2 separate regions of the Mus musculus genome follow, and region 1 is linked to region 2. Evidence: chromatin contacts called from public Hi-C data. All regions are on one chromosome and are shown on one strand. Each heading gives the region's core, a stretch centred on a gene start, on an enhancer-like site or on the middle of the called end of the contact. The rest is flanking DNA. Distances are from core to core; before and after follow the strand shown. Region 1 overlaps Col5a2 (collagen, type V, alpha 2). Region 2 overlaps Col3a1 (collagen, type III, alpha 1).

Region 1 (4,588 bases), core at 1,317-3,816, 64 kb after region 2:
TAGCAAAAGGTTTTAAAAGGCTTAGTAATTTTTTTTTTTTTTTTTTTTTTTTTTTTTTTTTTTTTTTTTTTGGTTTTTTCGAGACAGGGTTTCTCTGTGTAGCCCTGGCTGTCCTGGCACTCACTTTGTAGACCAGGCTGGCCTCGAACTCAGAAATTCGCCTGCCTCTGCCTCCCAAGTGCTGGAATTAAAGGCGTGCACCACCACGCCCAGCAAGGCTTAGTAATTTAATGAGTTCTAATTGTGACCTACGTTTCCTGGAGTTGAGACAAGACCCTTCCCACTGTCCTCCACAGTCAGTGACATGTAATAAGGGAAGATATCACTTAAAAGTAAACATAATACATTAAATCCAGTCAAACAATAATAGCATCATTTTAATAAATATGAAAACATAATAAATAATAACAATTAAAAATATAATTCTAGGTAAATATGTTAATTCACCTGAGATCCTCTATTCATGTCAAGACCGTACCACACAGGCTTATTGTCAGGGGATTTGCTGGCCCACCAGGTTTTACGTGGAACACTGGCTGGGTTTGCTGAAATACATGTCTCTCCTGTTTCCATATTGCAGTAAACTTTGATTGCATCTTCAGCTGATCCCTGGTTAGGATCAATCCAATATTCACCTATTTTCCAAGATAGAAATATGTGCTAAATGAAGATTATCTCAAATATGATTGTGAGTCTCTAAAATAATCAGTAGAGATTTCATCCTTTATTCAAACTATAATTAGTAAGAGACTGGGAAGAAGGCTCAGCAAGTGAAATGTTTCCACATAAGCATGAGGACTTGAGTTAGGATACTCAAACAGACACACACACACACACACACACACACACACACACACACACACACACACACACATATCCTATACAAAGGCTAGGTGGGTATTGTGGCCCCCCTGCAATCCCAGCATGTGGAACAATGGAAACAGGAGATCCCTACAGTGAGCCAATTAGCTAGACTAGCTAAAAAGATGAAGTGTAGACTCAGCTAAAAACCCCATCTTACCATATAAGATGTACAGTAATTAAAGAAGACATCTCATGTCAACCTGCTGTTCACATGCAGCCACACACATATGACACATAAATATACATGCAAGTAGACACATAGACACACACACACACACACACATATATATATATGAAATATTCATCTATATATATGAAATGTAACTATTAAGCACTAGGGGTCTTCTTCATGCTAACTTCTTTTCAAAAGCACTTTTCCAAATCATGAACTTAAGACTCAAAACATCCAAGTGATTTTTAAACCAAGATTTTGCCTTTTATGTTTGATCTATAATTGTATAAATATACATCAAGTGTATTTATTCACATTTGTTTCTATAGGTCTATACATATACATGTATTATTATACATAAACTGCAAAAATAAAATTTTATATAAAATGGGAGGGAAGTTGTGAGACATAAATAGTACAAAAAGTGTATATTCTTTAGATAGAACATTCTTAGTTGTCTCTGTTGATGTTAAAGTTTAAAGTTAACTGAAACCCTGGTATTTCCAAACTCATTCAAATGATCTTAGATCCCCCTTTTCTGGGTCTAATTAAATAATTTAATATTACTGAAGAAGGCAAACTAAGAACACTGTCATACAACTTAGGTAGAGACACTATTTCATTCCAAACTGCCATAAAAGATCACTATACTTGATCCTGCCAGGCAGTATAGCAAAGGATTGATTGGCAGGTCATTAAAGTGCAATAAATTGATTCAATATGCAAATCAGTTAGGGAAACATGTCCTTTACTGGCCTCTCAATGATTTACCTAATTAAAATTCTGAATGATAATGTAGGTAAGAAAGTATTTTTAATTATGCATGAGCAAGTAGTGTGTGTGTGTGTGTGTGTGTGTGTGTGTGTGTCTGAACTATTTCCTCAAAATTGTTTTTTTGATATGATGTGGCCTTTATTATATATGCTATCTATCATCTTTTCAATTAATTGTCACAACCACAAAACTATAAGCTCTAGAGCATGCTCAACAATTTATCTTTGTTTCTATCATTAACTATAAAGTTAAAAATACATTTTGGGAAGCAGTTGAGAATAACTCAACACAATCAATATGTTTTACTCAAACAGGCCCCTGTCTACTCACCGCTCTGCTTTGTGGGATGGCAAAGCTTTAAATCATCACAAGTGCGGGCTGGGTGTTTCTTGGAACCATCAGGGCTACGCATGGTTTCAATCTGACTACTGAGAGACTTCAGGGTAACATGGATCCCAGGGTCTGTTTTGTTTGTGTCATCTGGAGCTGCCTGGTCTTCCGTAAACTCTGGAAGTGGATCTGGCATGTTCTCATCATAGTGTCCCATGATATCACCAAGAGCAGCAGTAAGATGGCCAGGGGGACCTGGAGGGCCAGGAGGCCCAGGTTCACCAGGAGGACCCTAATTAAGGAGAAATTGGAAAGACATTTAATAGCATTTTGTTTTGTTTTACGAAATTGCTTACTATGCTGTGTGGGGACATTTACAACTTGGCACAAGAATAAGTCGATCCTGAAGAAGTGTGATTCATACTTCTTAAACAGGCAGGGCTAGCCTGTCAAGTGATAACATTGCAAAATGAGGAGTGATGTTGAACCGCTTTTCAGGGAAAGTATCTACCAGACAGGCTCTGAGATAAACAAAGCTTAAAGCCAAACTCTTTGCTTTGATGTCTTCTTTGAAGATATGATGTATTTCATGTGAAGAACTTTCAGAGTTACATTCTTTTCAAAACAATTTTGAGCAAGATACAACTAGAATTCTTTACCAGAGCTATGGGCAGAAGGCAGAAAAAGGATGCTAGTGTGTGAGAGCTGTTTCTGTATGTCTGCATGCAAATATTAGGGTAATGAACGCAAGACTCCCGTTAGTGAACTTGTTGGTTTGTCCAAATCAAGAAAAAAAAATAGGAAGTTTTTTGTATGTATGTGAATTTTGACAAATGTAAAAATTCTCTGTACTGAACAAATTCAAAGAAAGTTTTTCATTATCCTTTTCATAGCCTTAAAAGTGTATCCTGTTCTTCTGTTTTCAGGGGAGAACTGATGAAATGTGACCACTCAAATCAAACCCCCAAAAAGTGGAAAAGATTACAAGCTGAGTGCTCTCCATTAATTCCTCTGCATTTCCAGAGGAAGCTCTCAAGAGTCTCAAAGAAGCCAAGTAACAACTAAAGAGACACAGTTCAGGTAAAATGCAAAGCCCTTGGTGTCAGAGGCTGATATGTTAATAATATTAGCTCTGCAACTCAACTGAGGCTTCAGGGAAGGCGTTTCAACCTCTGTGCTTTCTTATCCTCAAAACACTGATTTCAGGGAGAAAGACAGATGATAGATAGATGGATAGATAGAAAATTGATTTTTCTGGGAGATCCTCCGAATTTCACACATCCTACAGTAATCTGAGAGGAAGAGCACTGAGCCATAAGAAAGTAAATCAATTACCACCCAAGTCAAATAGAAGTTCTAAAACTGTGAAACTTTCTTGACTATAAGAAGAATGAGCCTCTATAGCCACGTAATAAATAATAAACATTCAACTATTCAATGGCACTGTCACTGTAGGAACAAAGATTAAGACAGTAAGGTCAGATAAATAAGATCAAAGAAGCATCAGACAACCTTTAAATGTACAGAGTGGGTCTGTGTGTAGATAGACGCCGAATGTCTGAGGACAGAGACTAACTAACATGGTTTAGTGTTTGAAATTATACTAAATACAATTAGATTTTTAATTGAACACTGAAAATTAAAATCTTAAATGTCATCTTTGGGGAAGAAAAATTTCAAACTCATATGCTTCATTTTGTTTCAAGCTCCTGCTGCCTTGACATCCCTGCCATGCAGGACTGTATCATGAACTATGATGTAAATAAACCCTTTCTTAACTTGATTTTGTCAGAGTTTTTAACAGGAAAGCAAACTAAGATTATTGTAATTTCACACAATGCAATGTTTGTCAAACTTTGATAAGAATGGAATTATAGTTTGATATTTAACCTCGATATAATATAGGTTCAAGGGCTTGGTATCTTGAACTCTTATTTTTATATGCTCTGAATACCATGTATTAAAAGACTTGAAATAATTACTTAAGTAGATAACCTTGTTGTGGTTTCTAGGCTTAAGAGTCTCTTGAAACTCTTGTTGGCAAGGTTCCACAGTTGCCATTGGATTGACTCCATTTTGGCAACAGCATCTTCCATGCAAACTCTTTTGACCTTACCTCTGGTCCTGCTTCTCCTACACTGCCCCGCACACCAGGAGGTCCAATTGGTCCAAGTGGCCCAGGGTTTCCTTCCTTTCCTGAAGGACCTACTGGTCCTGGAGGACCCTGTCAGAACACAAAAATGTATTTTAGAAGAAAGACTGCAAAATTTCTTTCTAACAAAAGAACCATTATAGAGATGGAGTAATTACCCTGATTGCTAAGATTCTAGTCTTAATAACTAATAAGTCATCTTTCAGCATTCTGTTATATTTACAATTTCACTGTGTGTGAACTGTCCATCACTAATTCTGGGTGAAGGACCAAAATAACTTTAAAATGCTAACAGG
Region 2 (4,674 bases), core at 1,153-3,652:
ATTGCTAGACACTAACTTCTGGGAGTTTTCTGGAATATGAAACATGTCTCCACAAAGAATTCTTGTCTCTTTACAAATCTGTGCAAGTCTTACTTTATTCATGCCTTTTATTTCAGCTACGGAAAAAACGTGGTCTGTTTTATATTTCCTGTGGTTTTTAAGCATGCTGGATTTTTAAGTGCTAAACCATGCCACCTAGTGGCTAACAAAGACACCATTTCCATAACCATCGCCAACATGACTCTTGCACCACAGGATCCTCATATGTGTGTGTGTGTGTGTGTGTGTGTGTGTGTGTGTGTGTGTGTGTGTGTGTGTGTGTGTGCGTGCGTGCGCGCACGCGTGTCCGTGGGGGGGGGGGAGACAGAGAGAGAGAGAGAGAGAGTTTTAAAAACTAAACATTCCTTTTATAAGTAAAATAATTAGATAATGAAATGTTACCAGACATAAGAATACACAAACAAACTGGTAATATATTGTGAGACTTTTGGAAATGAATGTCAAAATAATAGACAGTTTCCAGCCAGGCATGGTGACACAGACCTTCATTCCCAGCTACTTGGGAGGCTGAGTGTAGATGAATACAAGTCCAAAGTCTTCCTGAGTTCAATGTGAGTGTCTGAATGAGAGTGAGACTCTTGTCTCAAAATGAAAAGTTTATAGAAGTCTGGAGATGCAGGTCAGTGGTAGAGAGCTTTTCCAGAGCATATGACGCCCTAGCCTCAATCTCCAATACTGTCAAAGAAAAGATAGAAACTTATCTAAATTCATTGCATCATTTTTTAAATGTATTTTTCCTACTCATTGGCTAATATCATCCTTGCTTAATATTTGCATTCTGCTGACTATAGGTCCATAAATAGATGTTAGTAATATTGCTTCCTTAGGACAGGGACAAAAAACTAAATGTCTTCTAAAGTTTAAGCTTCTACATTTTGCTATGTTGATAATATCACAAAAATTAACTGTGAACCATGAACTGATTTGTGATTTCAAAACTGTAAATGGACTGAGAGAATGAACTCTTGTTTCATATTTTTTAGTTTATTTCTCATTATGTTTAAAAAGGAAAATTATAGCTAAGATTAACATTTACATTTTCTCTTGTTTGTGTTGTCCGAATTACTAATCACATAGAACCAATGGAATAAAATGTATTACAAAGTCACGGTAGTAACCTTACTTCTAACAGAAGAAAATACACAATTATGTACATATTTAAATATCAGTCATGTAACCTACAGTGTGTTTGTAAAGCTTAAAAACAGGAATGGATGAATAGTTTAGTACTGAAACTAAAATTTAATGAAATACTACATGATTTGAGAACAAAAGCATAAACCTTGAACATCTGCCTTTTTTTACTTTTGTAAGTATTTGTAAATAATAGAGATTCCAAGTTCCATACCATTTTTGAAAATTTATTTATAAAGTTTTTTTTTAATGGTAGTCCTTTTTTCTATTCCTTACTCAATTTTTAACAAATTAATCTGGTTTATTAAGCAAAAGGCTCAGGAGCTAATGACTTAACCAGAAATTATCATTCTTTCTGTAAAAATGTACATTGTAAGTAAATAAAGTATTACCAATACAAGATTTTGTTGTTTCTATTCATAACCCCCTTTTATTTCCTCAGCATCTCAACAGTACTCAGAATGATGGGTAAAGGGCCTATAACAGACCCTGCATCACATTTAGATCTAGGATGGACCAGTCAAGCATTGTAGAAGAGAGCAAGTCTTCGGAAACCATGCTGGGAGGGAGAAGTGGAGAGGAAAGGCCCATTAATGAGTGCAGATTCTTCGGTGACTTGCCTTTGGATTTCTTTTTTAAAAGATTTGTCCAGAACTATAGGAGATGCTAAAAGAAAGCAAGGCCTCATTAGAAAGGCCTGTTTCATATCTACAGGCTCAGACCAGGCCTGGAGTGGTAACTCAGAAAAGACTGCCAACCACTGAAGCTCTGTGGTGACCACTGAGGATGACTGTCCCTAGTGCCGGGTTCCTATGTGTACTTTGTGACAGGCAATAACTGATAACGCCACCTTGAAGCCATTAAAGTGATTGCTTGTAAGTCAGAGCCGGGAAGATCAAAGATGAGCTTGCCTTTGCTGGACCTGGCAGACACTAAAGCTTCGGGTACACTGTGACTTTCTGGCAATGTGTGTGAGCTAATTCTCATAAAATGTTTCGTTCTGTTTCTTAGAGCTAAAAGCTTAGTGTCATTATTTTCCATGCTTAGGAAAAAAAAAAATCCACATTGTTTTTTTTTTTAATCCAAAAGTTTTAAAGGAGGAAACTTTGCCTGTCAGGAAAGCAGTGGAAACTCTGAGCTAGCTCTGCACAGCAGTCGTTTGTTAGCTGCACTTTGGAGAGTTACATTAACCACTAGAAGTTCTGTCTGTGCCTAACAAAAACATAGCCCAAGTGGATTCCTTTCAGATTAACTAATCAAAGCCTTGCTTTTTCCATGGCTGAGGTCAAGCCCTGCCATTTCAAATGTAATCTCAATGAACAAAACGGAAAGTTCAAATGGAAGAAATACTAAAATTGCCCCAAAGAAGAAATTGCCACAACTAATCCAAAACTTATTAATAGTTAAATTAGCTTTGATAATTAGCATTGAAGGATGACTTTCTCAGTTAACATAGTTGTGAGACATTTTTTGTTCTTATGTTTGTTATTGTAGAGGCCAACAAGCTATGTTTCTCACAGAAACACTTTATGATGTTGCACAGAATTTATAGTGCCCAAGTAGCATTCAAAGGAGACTTGTGCTCAAGTTAGAAGTTAACAAATGCAAATCAAGCAAAAACTATAGTTTTTGAATAGTAGTGCCTTAGCCATCCTAAATACATCTATGTATCTGATGAAGAATGTTTATGTTTGTTTTTGTCAGTCTTAGTGCCTGGCTTCCAAGTCACACATTCATCTTGCTGGTGGTCTGGATCCCATCAGGGTGGCCTTGGAAATACAAGCCTTTTTCATAAGGTCAAGAGAAATAAACAGTAGGATTCCACTCCAGATGGTATCTTCCCATTTTAAGATTAGAGAAAAAAAAGACATTTTGGAGATCACTGTTATTCCTTAAAAAAAAAAAAATCTGTCTGCATACTCGAGAGGGTACAGAGTTCACAAACCATCTGGGACAGGGCACTGAAACAGGTCTCTTTCATTCTATAGTATCCTTGAAAGCAGTAAAAACATAATGGAGTTAGGAGTATCAGATTTTAGAAAAGCATACTAGATTCAAATCTGAATTCCTTTAAGTATTTTACCTGGATAATTACTCAGTTTGACCCAGATTCTTTGTGTGCATTCAGGATTGTGACAGCATTCAGCTCAAAACATGCAGGAAGGAGATCATAAAATTGATATAAACCATCAGGTATAGTGATGAACACCTGCATTCCCAGCAGTCGAATGCAGTGATACACAACGGCATTTCGAGCAGTTTGATATTAGTGATGCATACCTGCATTGCTAGCCGTCTGCACCTATGTTCCCAGCAATCTGAAACCTTGGAGCAAGGACTGTGGTTTCAAGGCTAGCCTGGTGGCATCTATAATTTGAAAGAAAAGAAAAAGATGTCAGCCACTCAAGAGTAGTACCTAGAACAGAGGCTTGATCTATCATTCGTTTGCCAAGTACTGTCAACTACCATGACACCGTGAAAAGAATTAAAGTATCATGTAATGATAGGAAAGATTACATGAACATCTGCATTCTCAAAGTATAAAACTAAAGTTGCTACACAGTAAATTAAATATATTAAATATTTTCATAATTTGGTAGGATCCATTATAGATGTATTTCGATGATTATACATACTTTACTTTTCCATTTATCTATTTTTATTTTGGCAAAATAAATATCAATCAAGTTGTAGGAAAAGTTTAGGGACATAAAAAGCATGTGCCTATACAGAATAAAACAAAGAAACACCTAAGCATCATTCATTTAGTTTTCTTGGTGGAAAGTAGAATAACCAGAATCTACCTAGCCATGTAAAACAACACTTAAAAATGCACTTCATTTCTATTTCAAAAGACTGTCTCTTCAGCATCTCTGTGCTGATGCTAGAAAGGTGGCTCAGGAGTGCAGAGTGCGTCCTGCACTTGCAGAGGTCCCAAGGTCAGCTTTGAGCATCTTACTTTATTACGTTGTCCAGAATTGAAAATGCAATTGTATTTATTTAATATTTCTTACAAAAGTATTCAGCTTCCTCTTTATCAAAGTTTCTGTGAACACAGCACCCTAATAAGTGAAAGGGACACTGTGAGGTAACTTAGTCCCGCATGGCAGGTGTTATCCTATCTTTAAATGCTGCAAAGCATAGAGCATTCCAGGAAATGTCCTCTTTCCCTGCTTTACAATAACTTCCCAAGTTAGATACTGAAGCTGGAGTCATGAGGTACATATATCATAGGCTCAGCTTCTGGTATCCTACATTGGTAACAGTAGATTGCCTTGTATGAGGTGATGAATCAGAAGAAGTTGTGCAACGCCCCCTTTTTAGGCAAAGATGACTAAGATAAATAGGAAGTGCTAGCTTTCAGATGCAAGATCTACTTGTGACTTTTCAGAATCTGATGTTTCAAGCATGCCATCTTTGTTTCAAGGGGACATGAAGTAAGTCTGGGCAACAAATTAGATTCATTATTTCTTATTTTTT

What was found. A called contact is a pair of places that touch in the nucleus more often than the background predicts.
Region 1: a Hi-C map of uterus shows a contact between it and region 2, with 3 times the contacts expected there. The contact joins two enhancer-like sites. A contact is called at or near these places in 2 of 484 Hi-C or Micro-C datasets (muscle stem cells and uterus), 1 of 115 datasets of contacts at active chromatin or transcription factors (fibro-adipogenic progenitors) and 2 of 9 other capture datasets (adipose tissue and liver).

The regions. Positions count from the first base shown.
Region 1 is chr1:45,377,860-45,382,447 of GRCm38.p6, forward strand. Col5a2 (collagen, type V, alpha 2) reads right to left here. Exons shown (of 54, transcript NM_007737.2): 50 at 4,257-4,364; 51 at 2,141-2,432; 52 at 448-635. Among named protein-coding and RNA genes, the nearest start is that of Col3a1, 69 kb to the left of the region's middle. Within about 2 kb of position 2,567, at least 10 of the 459 cell types and tissues checked have an H3K27ac peak or open chromatin away from gene starts, as enhancers often do. A contact at or near this core is called in uterus, where this site is marked.
Region 2 is chr1:45,313,944-45,318,617 of GRCm38.p6, forward strand. The region is part of intron 1 of Col3a1 (collagen, type III, alpha 1); the gene reads left to right. Among named protein-coding and RNA genes, the nearest start is that of Col3a1, 4.7 kb to the left of the region's middle. Within about 2 kb of position 2,403, at least 44 of the 459 cell types and tissues checked have an H3K27ac peak or open chromatin away from gene starts, as enhancers often do. A contact at or near this core is called in uterus, where this site is marked.